Regions from separate parts of the Arabidopsis thaliana genome. Here region 2 is linked to region 1. The links are chromatin contacts, called in public capture Hi-C maps. All regions are on one chromosome and are shown on one strand. Each heading gives the region's core, a stretch centred on a gene start, on an enhancer-like site or on the middle of the called end of the contact. The rest is flanking DNA. Distances are from core to core; before and after follow the strand shown. Region 1 holds the start of AT3G60860 (SEC7-like guanine nucleotide exchange family protein). Region 2 holds the start of AT3G61280 (O-glucosyltransferase rumi-like protein (DUF821)).

Evidence for each region. Capture Hi-C pulls out chosen DNA fragments and counts their contacts.
Region 2: a capture Hi-C map of seedling shows a contact between it and region 1, with 1.6 times the contacts expected there. The contact joins the promoter of AT3G61280 here to the promoter of AT3G60860 in region 1. A contact is called at or near these places in 1 of 26 Hi-C or Micro-C datasets (root) and 1 of 3 other capture datasets (seedling).

What each region holds. Positions count from the first base shown.
Region 1 is chr3:22,483,100-22,485,799 of TAIR10.1, forward strand. It overlaps AT3G60860 (SEC7-like guanine nucleotide exchange family protein), which reads left to right and starts at 1,298. Exons shown (of 11, transcript NM_115950.4): 1 at 1,298-2,700. The coding sequence starts at 1,705. AT3G60850 reads left to right here. Exons shown (of 1, transcript NM_115949.3): 1 at 1-1,151. The coding sequence ends at 900.
Region 2 is chr3:22,679,591-22,682,290 of TAIR10.1, forward strand. It overlaps AT3G61280 (O-glucosyltransferase rumi-like protein (DUF821)), which reads left to right and starts at 1,370. Exons shown (of 6, transcript NM_115992.4): 1 at 1,370-1,731; 2 at 1,985-2,583; 3 at 2,697-2,700. The coding sequence starts at 1,555. It overlaps AT3G61270 (O-glucosyltransferase rumi-like protein (DUF821)), which reads left to right. Exons shown (of 6, transcript NM_115991.3): 5 at 1-170; 6 at 260-919. The coding sequence ends at 622.

The DNA.
Region 1 (2,700 bases), core at 48-2,547:
GTTCCCATTGCTAACTACAGTGAAAAGACCAAAACTTTTGTATATCAGGAAGAAGGGACAGCTGTTTTTAAGCTATACGCTGTCCATTCAGGGCATGAGCCGGGGGCTATGGATGGAAATGCGAGAATCATGCATCGGGTTGTTGGTCATAAGGGTTTTTTGATGGATCAAGAGACTGTCTACGGAGTGCGGGACGAAGACGTGGAAACCGAAGGGATGGGATTGACTGGGAAGGATGAACGTGCCGAGATGCAGTTTACTGTCTTGCATCAGGTGCAGGAACTAAGGAGCGAACTTGGCACTCTAGAAGGAAAGATTGGGAATTTTTCACAAGAGATGTTGGGTTCAGTGTCCACAGAGTTGTTTGAGATGCTCAACAAGATCAGAAATATCGGCGTTGAGAGTGCCCAGGATACAACGGGCTTGGTTGCAGAGAAATCACACTCAGATGAAATACTTGTTGGAGATAACGATCTAGTACATTGGAGTGACCATCACCACGAGCATTTATATGGAGATGGGAAGGATGCAGAACTTATTGAAGACGATGAGGACAGTTTTGAGAGGAGCCTTGATGATGTTGTTCCTTGGGAACAGATAACGCCACCGTCAGATTGTACAAATCAAAAGGAGGATCTTTTGTCTGAGACATGTAAGCCTGAGAAATGGTTAAAGTGCAATGACTTTGATGAGAATAGCATTCTGAATAGCGAAGATTCTAAATTAACAAAACCGATGAGCCACGATGGAGGTAGTATAGAAACAGATGTAGGTTTAGCTGGTATACAAGTCGATAGCTTCTATCAAGAAAACTCGAAATGGTATGACTCTCCTTGTGGTTTGGATTCAAACACGGACGGTGAAGACACTGGATTCAGCAGACATGGGGAGATTTTGTAGAAACATGGTAAGGTTCTTCGATATAACCAATTTCTAACTTTCTATCTCACACATCTCGTTATGCATACCCTTCCCCAACTCATAAATGGGAACCAGATTGTATATTTTATGTGTTCTATTACAAGGTTTCAGGGATTTTTTTTGTTTGGCTGTGTTTCTTGTAGGTGTTGTTTCCTTCTTGTGTTATGTAAATTCAAACTCAGATTGTTTCTATGCATATATCTAAGATCGGAAAGCTTTCAAGGTGTCTCACTTTTTGATTATTGCCAAGTGATCATCTCTTGGTTTTTAAGACTCCATTAGCAAATTTGTCCAAATATTTCTAATTTTTAATCAAGACTCAATAAACTTTATGAATTTTTGAATTGTAAATATACAAATACGTATGATCTTGGAAATAAAAGTAACTCCAGACCGGGAACAGGCTACGAATTTCCCGGCGATCAACAGCTCAGAAACGTAGTGATGTGAAATGTCGCAATTGGTGTTTGAATTTCCTTCAATTACACAAAGTTGCTGTGGAAGTCCAGTGTCAACTGAAGGGTATTTCGGTCATATAATAGTGAATTTTCATTTCGATGGCAGAAAAATCAAACTGCGACGACGCGATCTGAAGTATCGTCTCATCTACCTCTTTGCTCTGTACCCTGCAATTTCCTTTTGCAGCGGCTTGAGTCAGACTCGTTGACCCAACTCGGATCGGACTCAGAGCTCCGAGGCAATTCACGGGAAGAGACTGTTTCGTTCCCGTTGGTCTATTTGTTCTAGATCTGTGAGTCGCTGAGCTCGCCGTGAAAATTGGGAATGGCTTCCTCGGAAGCTGATTCCCGATTGAGTCGAGTCGTAACACCAGCTTTAGAGAAGATCGTCAAGAACGCGTCGTGGCGTAAACACTCGAAGCTAGCTAACGAATGCAAAGCTGTTATCGAGCGGCTAAATTCGCTGCAGAAATCACCACCTCCTTCGTCCTCTGCTGCTACTGACTCCGAGTCTGAATCCTCTGTTCCCGGTCCACTTAACGACGGTGGTTCGATCGAGTACTCGCTCGCCGATTCGGAACTCATCTTCAGCCCTCTGATCAATGCCTGTGGCACTGGCCTCGCCAAGATCATCGAACCTGCTATTGACTGCATTCAGAAACTTATCGCGCATGGTTACATTCGTGGTGAATCGGACCCGTCCGGTGGAGCGGAGTCCCTTCTCCTTTTTAAATTGATCGATTCCGTTTGTAAATGCCATGATTTGGGAGATGAATCCATTGAATTACCTGTGTTAAAGACTCTGTTATCTGCCATTAACTCCATCTCGCTGAGGATCCATGGCAAATGCTTGCTCCTAGTTGTTCGTACTTGCTACGACATTTACTTGGGAAGCAAAAACGTGGTGAATCAGACGACTGCCAAGGCTTCGCTGATCCAGATTCTGGTGATTGTTTTCCGGAGAATGGAGGCGGATTCGTCAACGGTTCCAATTCAGCCGATTGTAGTGGCTGAGCTCATGGAGCCACTCGAAAAATCAGATGCGGATGGGACAATGACGCAGTTTGTTCAGGGTTTCATCACCAAAATCATGCAAGATATTGACGGAGTGTTGAACCCGACAATGTCAGGATCAGGATCAGGATCAGGGTCAGGAGGCCAAGATGGGGCATATGGGACTACCACAGTGGAGACTACGAATCCTACGGATTTGTTGGACTCCACTGATAAGGACATGTTGGACGCTAAGTACTGGGAGATCAGTATGTACAAGTCAGCTCTAGAGGGAAGGAAGGGGGAGCTAACTGACGGAGACGCTGAG
Region 2 (2,700 bases), core at 120-2,619, 200 kb after region 1:
AGAAATACATAATGGCATGTGACTCAATGACATTATATGTAAAACCAAGATTCTACGATTTCTACATACGAGGAATGATGCCATTACAACATTATTGGCCAATCAGAGACGATTCCAAGTGTACTTCTCTCAAATTCGCCGTACATTGGGGCAATACACACGAGGACAAGGTCCATATATCTAACTAAAGATTTCTTACATCTTTAATCTTTACGTCTGATTTGTATCAATTTAACCCTGTGTTTGTTGTTGTGTATAGGCTCGTGAGATAGGAGAGGTAGGAAGTAGATTTATAAGAGAGGAGGTGAATATGCAGTATGTGTATGACTATATGTTTCATTTACTCAAAGAGTATGCAACACTCTTGAAATTTAAGCCGGAGATTCCGTTAGATGCAGAGGAGATCACGCCGGATAGTATGGGGTGTCCCGCGACGGAAAGGTGGAGAGATTTTAAGGCGGAGTCAATGATTATATCTCCTAGTGAAGAGTCTCCTTGTGAGATGCTTCCTCCTTATGATCCTCTAGCTTTAAAAGAGGTTCTTGAGAGAAAAGCTAATTTAACTCGTCAGGTTGAGTTGTGGGAAAACCAATACTTTCAAAATCTTACCAACAAACCTTAAATTGTTTTGTTTTTTCCTTCTTCGTTGACGAGATCAACCGCAACCAAATAGTTCAGTCGTGGGAGGATCAATACTCTCTTGATTTGACTTATAAACCTTGATTTTTTTTTCTATCATCATTAACCATTTGTCGAATATACTTTTCAAAGTATACTTTGTTTATGGTCTTGTTATATGCTCATCTCATTGATCCTTTTAAATTAGATTATCAGAAGAGATATGTAAGTCTTTCGAATACATCTACATTCTAGCTCGTATATAAATAAGAAGAAGTGAAAAAAATTTAAACGATTTTTGGCATGAAGTGATTTTGTTGTCAAAGTGAATTAAATACAGAAATTTGGAGGGCACTATTGTTATATTAAGATAAGGTGGGAACTAGTCCTAAACTTGGCCTATCATGGCAAACCTTTTTTTCTAATATCCTGCCAATCTTTTTGACCAATTGAATATTCTTTTTCTTTCTTAGAAATTTCTTAATCATTCATCTCATCTCAACTAGAAAGTTTTTTTTTTCAAAAGTAACTTATAATTTCTTTCATTGTTGGTAATTTTGTGAGATCACTCGGGCTCCATAAGTCTGTTTCATTGACAAAAAGAAACAACTGTAAGAATATTTTCTCCCAAAATTAATAAATTAATTAACATGGAATATATATACGTAGGTGGGTTGACTTGACTTAGTTAGGCTTTGGCTATGGTTCTCCTTAAAGCCTTTATAAAATAAGCCAGCACTAATTAAATATCAGTCATGATCTTTTTAAAACACATGCTGAAAATTGTTTTTTTTTAAAAATCAAACATATAATTGTACTAATTTAGACCTCCAAACCCTTAAATCAACCCATTTTCTACCTCATAAAAGAGATCCATGATAAGTGAGCTCTGCTTCATCTCTTTCTAGTTCTTGTGTTCTTGTTGTGTTTTGTCCGATGAGAGAGAACACACAAGTGGCTCAATTCACAGAAGATCATCACCAGAGACATCAAACCCCAATAACTTGTTTAAGCTCTAAACTAGCAAAGATATGGACATTGTTCACCACCAAAATCTTCATCTTCGTCCTCTTCATCATCCTCCTTAGTGCTTCTGTCTCTTGGATGTATGCGGTATATATTTTTCTCTTTCTCTTGATCCACCAGTCATATCTATATATAAACCTCTTTCTTTTGGCTTGATGATAAATTATACATATAACAATATCTCATACGACACGTTAAAGAGAATTATATATTGTAACCAGTGTGTGTTTGTTTGTTTTCTCTACTCTTTAACCCATTTAAATAATTTCATATTTTGCTACTTATATACTTGTATTCCGAAGTTGGATCTTAAATTATTTTACGTGGTGTCGTTAAAAAGTTTGTTTTAGGTGAGAATAAATTCCAAGTGACATCAATATTCACAAGAAACACCAAAAAAAGCACTCCCACAAAAACAACAACAACTACAGATATCCCCAAGATCGCCATCAAGATCCCATTAAACTGCACATCACTCAACAGCAACACAACACAAACATGTCCTTCAAATTACCCAACCAAGTTCGAACCAGCGATCTCTTCCTCGGAGACATGTCCTGACTACTTCAAGTGGATCCACCGAGACTTAAAGGTATGGCAAAAGACAGGGATCACAAGGGAAACACTAGAGAGAGCAAGACCAAATGCTCACTTCAGGATAGTGATAAAGTCAGGGAGATTGTACGTTCATCAATACGAGAAAGCATTTCAGACAAGAGATGTGTTCACAATCTGGGGAATACTTCAGCTTCTAAGGATGTATCCTGGTCAAATCCCTGACCTTGAGCTTCTCTTCCTCTGCCATGATAGACCCGCCATTTGGAAAAGAGACTTGAAGAAAAAACGAAAGGATACGTGGCCTCCTCCGCCGTTGTTTCACTACTGTGGTCACCGTGATGCATACGACATAGTTTTCCCTGATTGGAGCTTCTGGGGATGGTATGACTTTTCATCAACATTATCACAATAATATCTCTAAAATCTGGTCAAGAACGTATATGGGCCCGTATTAACAAACAAATGACATAAACATTGACTATTCTTTTCTTTAGGCCT